Regions from separate parts of the Sus scrofa genome. Here regions 2 and 3 are each linked to region 1. The links are chromatin contacts, called in public HiChIP or PLAC-seq maps. All regions are on one chromosome and are shown on one strand. The core of a region is the stretch at or near the end of the contact, and the rest is flanking DNA. Distances in the headings are between cores, read along the strand shown.

Region 1 (2,753 bases), core at 141-2,640:
GTGCTTTATATCGCCATGCATCAGAAAGTGTTCATGATGTTGAGGCTGCTGCAAAATCAGCCGATTATATCTTATAGAGCTAACTGCTTACTTTGTACTTGGCCCACACAATAGGATGTTGTCTCAACATAGACTTCCTAATGGAGAAACAATACACTTTGTAGTTTATATGAGAAGCATTCCTTAAACCGTCATTCCAACACAGCAGATTTGGCCTGGCCATGTAAACATGCGCATGCGTATATTCATGTGACTTCTAGGCAGATAACATTCGGTGACATTGTGATATGGATTATGCATATACAGAAAAATAGACCAAGCACACGTATTTAATCAGAGAAACTATTCAAAATCTTCCTGGGAGTGGAGTTGGTTTTTTTTGTTTGTTTTTGTTAATATGAAGGGATACTAGGAAAATGAGAAGTTGAAAATGGCTTTTTTTTTTTTAAGGATTTTATTCCCACCAAGTGCTAACAATGATGGTGATTATAATAATATCACTTGTACTTAGATTAGAGGTATGCTCTTGTGGCTTCTAGAAATCCTATCCTGCGATGGTGAATAGCTCTGCAGCGTGGAAGTTACAACTTGTTTTGCCTATGCGACCTGACAGTTTCACGTGGTAAACCCCACATAACGAATGATTAAATGCGTGTTGGGGTCCTGCCCTTCTCGCCAGCCCCCACGTTTCCCTTTGTCCTATTCCAAGACCTGGAATTCGATGCTGAGGGTTTGTGGGCGGGCTGGTGTGCAACGTGGAACTGCGCAGCGTGGCTCATGGTGGGAAACCCAGCACAGTCACACGGACAGTAGCCTTTCATCACAAAGACCAGCCGACGTTGATTTACCGAGCCGGGCAGCCCTCTGTCCCCAAGAGAACCCCTGCTTGGGAAGCGCGCCCCCGCCTCTCTGCCGGCCGGCCGGCCACTGCAGCCGCCGCCTCTTCCCCTAGCGATGCTCCTTTATCCCCCGCGGCTGCCTGCTGCTCCGGGTGGCCGCCCTCAGCCCAGCCAATCAGACGCCGGCGTTCCCAGAAGGCGCCGGCCAATCGGAGGGCAGCGTTTGCTGGAAACGCGAAACCCTTAGGGGAAAAGCAATAACAAAAGCCTTTCACTGCAGACAAATGTTAAGTGTCTGTGCAGACTTTTCCTGTTTTTAATTTTATTACTGTAAGAATGGAGGGTTTGTTGTTTCTTTCATGTTTCCTTTCAAGCAGTTTTAATTATACATTTGTGCTACATCAGGGACTCTGGAATGCTGTGATTCAGCCTATTGCATCTAAAACTAAAATGCAGTAACCTTCTGGCAATACAGATATATTCCAGCACTGTAAATATAGCTGACATGCTAAAGAATTTTAAGCAGCTGCAAAGGTCTTTGACACCACACACAGTGCCCCAGAGAGCAGATGATGAGAAAACCAGCTCCATCTTCCCCTTCACCTTGTCTCCTACCCCCTCCCTTTTCCTGAAGGGATGTGCTCATAAAGAATCCTTTCCTCCAATTGTTCTGTCTTGTGCACATTTTGACCAAATGCCTAATTACAATTGATTCTCATCTCAATATGAATTTTTATACTCCATGGCTTGAATTTTTTTCCCCTGAAAGAATTAGAATGGAATCAACTGTGATTTGAGGAAATGCTTACTTTGCTTCCTGCTAACTGCCCCCCACCCCGCTCCGCCCCGCCCCTCCCCTCCCCCATTGATACAGTGAGTAGATTCGGCTGTCACCTAAGTCATAGTAACGCAGACCATATGGGAAACAATTTTCAAGTCTCTTTTTGGGGACTTTTGAAAGAAATGTTTTCTTTTCCACTACTTCCCAACTATTCAACTGCTTTTACCTGCCGTTAAAAAACGTTCCAAGGAAATGAATCTTACTTGTGAGTATCCTTTAACATAAAGGAGTTCAAGTACAGGTTTTCTGCAGAATTCAAAATGGCAGTGAGCTAGTGGGTAAATCAGCTAGGAATAGACTTTGAGTATTGTCCCTGGTGTTTCCAAGAAAGAAGCGGGGGAGGGGCGTGTTAGAGAAACAAAGGGAGACTTAAATGCTTTATTTCATTACCCTAAATATGTTATGTATGTCTCAAAATCTAGGTGTTTTAATGTATGCTTTAAAAGAGTGAGTTTAAAAAAAAATGTGGCACTTGTCCTCTAGAGAAATAAAGAGGAGTTATATTTTGTTTCCCTGTGACATTTGGTATACTAAGTGCACTTAAGTTTGGTAATTCACAGATGCAGTGCTAAATTAAATTGTCTGTCTGCAAAGCAGTTGGGAAAAGCAGAATGGCTTGCAGGAAACAAGTGTGTTGGTTTTGAGATTTTTTTTTTTCTAATCCTCTGTGGCAAATGCTTACTAGAGTTGATTCTAAAGATAACCCCAAGAGTAAACCTATTGTGCACATTTATTTTCTTAAGAGGGCTATTTTAGGAGTCCTTAATATGAAACAAGACCAAACAGTGAAACAGATACCATACCAAGGCTGATTCTTGTCTCACAAAGCCAGAGAGGGGAGGATTAGAAACAAGAAACACAGCTGATTGTCTGCTAGCTGAACTCCAACCTCCAGCTTTCCTCCCTCTAGACCTATTTTTGTGCATACACATCATTTTTTTTCTAAATAAAAATCACCATTATTTTATATTGTTGAGTTGGAAACAAAACCGATTCCTTTCCGTCACCTTCTGGTTTAAGCACTGGTAACTGGCGCTTAGTTTTTGTTGGCTGCTTGCCAAACGAAAGCAATT
Region 2 (2,753 bases), core at 175-2,674, 470 kb after region 1:
CTAGGGGAGGCGTGGGGTCCATTCTTGGCATTTCTAGCTATGTGACGTGGGCTAGGTCACTACATCTCATTTTTCATGAAACGGATATAGCAAGATGCACATCACTGTGTTGTGAAGAGAGTAAATGAGCAAGTGTGAAAGCACTGAGTGTGCATTGCTGCCATAACATACCCCTTTTCATCATTCCTGCCCCACCTGATCCACTAAAGATCTTGTGAAGTAGTAAATTGTTATTGTGATGACATCAGCAGCTGTTTTACGGGCTAGGAAATAGTGGCTAAAAGGAATGAAGTGATTTTCCCAGCTTTGGTTCCATGGTGAGTTAACACGGGGATGGTTCACCTGCAGCCCGTTTCCTGCTCCTGGAGGCTATCTGTGCTCTCGCCAGAGCAAGGAGGTCCTCTTGAAGCTACCCTGTGCATTCAGTCATCTGGCACGCTCCACATGCATCTTCCGAGAATGCTGGGTTGCTTTGTGCTGCCCAGGGGGAAGCAGTTCCCTTGCACAGATAGCTGAAAACTCCTGCCATAGATCTCACTTTGGAGCCCTGCACAGTAACCCTTCCCCTGATCACTCGCATAAAAAGTGAGTAACCTGGGAATAATCCCTAGACCTTCTCTTAACTGCTCCATCTCTCTGGCTTACGCTCACTTCCCCATCGTGCACACATGATGCACAATTTCAGTTCACTCACGTTTTGGACTCTGGGTCACTCCAGTGCCTTGGGCACTTAGCTCTCTTTGTTCCCCACCATGCCCACCGTACCTACACCTTCTTTGTGTGCGTGTTCATTTAATTAGTAAATGTTATTTTTTTAGAGTGGTTTTAAGTTCACAGCAAAATGGAGCCGAAAGTACAGAGAGTCCCCATGGACCCTTTTGCCCCCCTGCCACACACCACCTTCTTTTTTTTGAAGCTAAGATGACAATGCGACTTTCCCATTGGGTTCTTTGTACATGAAATGCTACTTCTCAGTTGAACTGCCTGAGCACAATGCAATAAAGAATCCATAACAATAGCTGCAATACTGTGCATTACTATTCTAATCATATATTTTATTGGAAGCCGTATACCTCTTAAAACCAGCATTTCATTTGCCTCCTTTGCCTTATAGAAACCCCACCGCTGTGACAACGGTAGGAGCAAAGCTAATGTTCTTTTCCAAATTCTTGCTTAGATTCAGAGCAAGAAAGAAAATGTGAAAGAAAGAGAAAAATCACACAGTCATTTCCAGCCATTTGTGTTAAAATACAAAGAAAACAAGGCACATTCAAAAATGATGTGCCGGGCAGCCTCCATTAATATTTATTTTGGCATTAATATTGATAAGAAAGTACTTTGTAGCTGGGCTTTGTTGCCTCCCCCAGTGTCCTCCAGCTCTCTGTTCTTCGGGCTGGTGGCCATTAGCTCACATCTCCCTCTGTACCCAGAGCCTCTGAGAGGCTTGGCGGGCCTCCAGCTCACTTACGCTTAAATGGACACTCAAGATCCGACAGACACACAGCTAAATAGAGGCCAATAATTCAATACAGTATGACTGTACTGGGGCTGCTAGTAAATCCATCAAGCAGTAAATATCATCTGAAGCCAATGCAAGCTTTTATCTTTCCAATTTTTTTGTATGTCTGAGCGAAGCCCAGGCATTCAGCGAATCATGTAATTTATTCTGCGGTGCCAAGCCTGGGCTGTCTCAGGCATCATATTGACTTTTTTTTTCCCCATCTGTCAGGGGCAGTCAGCAGCGCTGCTATTGTGGGAGCGCATCACGTTACATCTATTTATTTATTTATTTCTGCTGCTGCTTTGTAGAATGATTGGGCAAGAACGCATTATCTCAGATCAACGAATACTAAGAAAAGCATCTGAACATCATTACGACAGCATGTTAAACATTTGTCCTACCCAGTTTGTTAAATCAGCAAATGTATTTCCGGCAAATGCTTGTAATTGTTCATAAAGGGCTCCCTACTGCAGGGTTTTATTAAGCTGAAAATATGGCCTGTTTTTTTCTTCAGCTCTTTAGGTCATCACTGATGCCTGTATATTGTAAATAATGCTGAACAGCTGTTGTCTTGACCTGCTCTGTGCGTGTGTGTGTGTGTGTGTCTGTGTCTTTCTCCATACAGACACACAACTTGCTGTATCTCTGAATGTTGCACACATATTTTGTGCACATGAGTAGGTCAGTATGGCATAAAGCAATGTATATTGGCAAAGTTAATAGGATGATTAAGTTAATGATTAGGTTGTGGATTCCAATGGTTAGAAAATATCTTTGCATGAACCAATTAAAATTAAGACTGGGAACAAAGCTCTTTTGTTTACTCTTGTTATCTTACTAAAAACTTAAAAAAGTATAAGCCCTAAATTTGAATGTTAGTTCATACTCTCTTGGTCTTGCTTCTATGTAACCTACAAATGGAGAAGAGAGGCAAGAGGGAGAAGGATGTTCCCAAAGTCCTTCCTTCACAATGGGATCTGAGACCACTAAGGACAGACACAGCCAGTGGCACATAGAATGACTGGTACTCACATTCCAAGTACAGCCTGCTTCCCTGAGGACCTTTTCCTAAGCCCTCCAGCCCTTTCTCTAAAGCCAGTTATTCTGCTTCTGAGATTCAGTTTGACTCTCAGTTGATTCTACTTAGGTTTGATTAATGTCCAACTCTGGGAGCACATATCACAGAAACGTATTTTAAAAGTAAGTGTCTTGATCTTCTTAAAGTAAATACACATTATAAATACACTTTCTA
Region 3 (2,753 bases), core at 122-2,621, 270 kb after region 1:
ACTTCTCAAGCCATTTTCGTTCTTTACTTGATCCTCAAGCCTGGAATTACTGTTAGAAATCTACCTGCAGAATCCAGACACTCTGCAGACAAAGAATTGGAAATAAGTGTATGCAAAATACACCTTTTAAAAAAAGTGCACTAAACCACATTAAGCCACCCGGTATTTTTCTCTCTCTTGGCATACACCCAACGGTTCCAAATTGGTTTGCCTGAGCCAAGAATTTCTTTAAATGAAATGCTCTGTGCTAGCAAGGCTTTGAAGACCTGTTCACCTTAGAGTGCAAACCTAGAAAGCAAAGTCCAGATTTGGCATGCCACTTAAACCATGGTTAGTAGAGCGTATCAGCCTGCTAGAAATAGCTGCATTTGCGAACCTCATGTTCTCCAGCTCTTGACTGCTAGCCAAGCCCCAAATCAATCCCAAAGAATGAAAAATAAGATAATAATGAGAAAATGGACTTTTCAAGCCAAAACCAAGGAAAGCATCTTATTCCCCAAATGCTGTCTCTGGGCCACATAAAACAAGGAGCTGTGACCCTGTCCTCTCCTCTGGACATTTTGCTGTGTCACTGTTTGGTGATATACCTTCCTTTCCCTTTAGGTCTAAGTTTCCTTACTGGTACACTGGGCACCAATTTTGCCAGCTTTCTCCTTTGAAATATACTACGTTCCTTATGTCTAACTACCTGGTGCTTCCCATCCACCGGGATCTTTTGAGGGGGCAGTTTTTCTAGAAGGGCCAGACATGAAGCTTAATTCCTCTTCTGAGTTAGCATTAGGCAGACTCATTCTCTCTTCCTGCTGAAATATGTACCATGCCTTCCTTGACCAGCTTTTGGAACATGTTTATAGAGATCTCTTGTTTTGGGTCTGAATCTGAGCTGGGTGGCAATGGGGCCCACTTTTAACTTCCCCTCCCTACATAGCTTGGTGGGTGGTCACTGCCACTATTTGTTAGGGAGAATCAGCCATAAATCAGTGCTCTTTTTCCATTTTCTTCTTATTGATGGAATGGCTGTAGGAAAACAACTTGTCTCTCAAGCTCACAGAGCCCTGCAGGATGAAAGCTGCATACAATAAAAGTTGTTTTGACAGAAAACTGACCAAACATGACAATGGGCAGAGGGGGGTGTGATGAAAGGGAGGGGGAGAGAGGGTACATGCTTGTCTGTTTCGAACCGAGGTGTGCTCTCTCTTTTTTTCTTTGTTAAATTACTTTTTCATATGAAGGACACAAAGGGAACGGCCCCTACTGACAGCCAGAAGGCAGAAAACAAACCCTTTGAAATTTCTAATTTGTTTATAGATGGTCCTCCAGGAGCCGGCTGGAAAATAATTTTGTCTGCCAGAGACAGTGAACAGCTACCCGAGGGTGTTGTGGTGAAAAAAAAAAATGACTCTCTGGTTTTGGTCCTTGAATGTCTCATTGTTCAGCACTCAGTGGTTGTTCTGAAATGACTCATCTGGCTGGGAAAGAAAATGAAAGAAAAATCCTTCCTCTGCTCTCCGGCCTGAGTTTCTAGGAAAGTGACTTTCTCAAAAAGATTTCTTTTTTTTTTTCCCCCCTGATTTGGCTTTAAACTGTGTGTCAGTTAATTTTAGGGTTACACAAAGGTTTGTTAAATCCTGTCGGCTCATATGTCTTCTCTCTGAGGGGGATGATTTTTTTTGTGGCTGCTTCCCAGTCACTTCACTTAGTTCCGGTGACACGGTTTTCTCTCTGGGACGTTCTAACAGTTGAACTGCTTTTCTAGATAATATCACAGATTCTATAGACCTCTCCTGGGCAAGACTAATCTGGGGGTGTTTCTGAATGTGGGTTAGAACATTCTTTAGGGAGTCTGAGGGAGACCTTCGTTGACAGCTTCTGTTTTCTCTGTGAAATAGAGTAGGGTCAATTAGAGGTTGGTGGTAAGGGATCTCTGTTCTTAAGTCTAAGAGAGTTTCTAGAAATTTCCCCCTCGGTTTTGTTTATGAAATGAGCAATAGGGTCACTTTTCCCGCATTTATGGTGAGGTTGTGGAGATCCCCTCGTACTTGGTATGGGTGAGCAGTAATGTTTTCCCAGAAACTTAGGTCACTGACTTGGAAGAGAATGCCTCCAGCCATTCTTTTATTGTAGAGATGAGAAGATGGAGACCCACTGACTTGATGAAGGAGGTGTAGCTGTTTAGGGCGGAGTTAGAACTCAGGTCTCAACTATTAGCTTCCGCTACGTCTCCCCTTCTCCTGGCTTTGGTGGTGGAAATAATTTTAGGTAATTTGTTGATTGCACATGACTCTCTCTAAATCCTCAGATGTGACCCCTCCCTGTTATCCCAGGAGAGGGCCAGCTCTTTGGCTTCCGATGCTGGAAGAGTGACCCAAGTGGGTGCATCCCGTTGCCTGTCTCTTCATCCCTGAGTCTGGGATTGTGAAAACTGCTAAAAGAATGTGACTGGGAGGACTGGTCCAGCCCCAGCTTCGAGAGCCCCAGCTTCTCCCAGGCACTCGGTGTTTCCAGGTGGTCCTTCTCTGCTTGCCTAACGTGCTCCTTGCTCTCAGGCCTCCGACCTCCCTCACGTTGTGACCGCCCCACCCTTCATCCCAGCTCCTGCTAATTCCCATTCCACGACCCTACTCTACCTCACAGAGACAATGGAAGCTGTCAACGAAGGTCTCCCTCAGACTCCCTCAACCTCCACTTTCAAAAGAACGCGTGTAATGTCACCTACACGCTTACACCTCTCCTCATCTTGCTCTCCTTCATAT

The links. HiChIP or PLAC-seq counts read pairs in DNA pulled down with a chosen protein or histone mark.
Region 2: a contact with region 1 is called in an H3K27ac HiChIP or PLAC-seq map of skeletal muscle, with 5 times the contacts expected there. The contact joins two enhancer-like sites. A contact is called at or near these places in 4 of 47 Hi-C or Micro-C datasets (embryonic fibroblasts, fetal skeletal muscle, heart right ventricle and 1 more) and 1 of 2 datasets of contacts at active chromatin or transcription factors (skeletal muscle).
Region 3: a contact with region 1 is called in an H3K27ac HiChIP or PLAC-seq map of skeletal muscle, with 4 times the contacts expected there. The contact joins two enhancer-like sites. A contact is called at or near these places in 2 of 47 Hi-C or Micro-C datasets (embryonic fibroblasts and fibroblasts) and 1 of 2 datasets of contacts at active chromatin or transcription factors (skeletal muscle).

The regions. Positions count from the first base shown.
Region 1 is chr2:128,059,353-128,062,105 of Sscrofa11.1, reverse strand. The region is part of intron 3 of ZNF608 (zinc finger protein 608); the gene reads left to right. Among named protein-coding and RNA genes, the nearest start is that of ZNF608, 96 kb to the left of the region's middle. Within about 2 kb of position 1,390, at least 53 of the 83 cell types and tissues checked have an H3K27ac peak or open chromatin away from gene starts, as enhancers often do. A contact at or near this core is called in fetal skeletal muscle and skeletal muscle, where this site is marked.
Region 2 is chr2:127,587,657-127,590,409 of Sscrofa11.1, reverse strand. No RefSeq gene overlaps it. Among named protein-coding and RNA genes, the nearest start is that of ZNF608, 570 kb to the left of the region's middle. Within about 2 kb of position 1,424, at least 15 of the 83 cell types and tissues checked have an H3K27ac peak or open chromatin away from gene starts, as enhancers often do. A contact at or near this core is called in fetal skeletal muscle and skeletal muscle, where this site is marked.
Region 3 is chr2:127,785,934-127,788,686 of Sscrofa11.1, reverse strand. The region is part of intron 2 of LOC110259460 (a long non-coding RNA gene); the gene reads left to right. Among named protein-coding and RNA genes, the nearest start is that of ZNF608, 370 kb to the left of the region's middle. Within about 2 kb of position 1,371, at least 33 of the 83 cell types and tissues checked have an H3K27ac peak or open chromatin away from gene starts, as enhancers often do. A contact at or near this core is called in skeletal muscle, where this site is marked.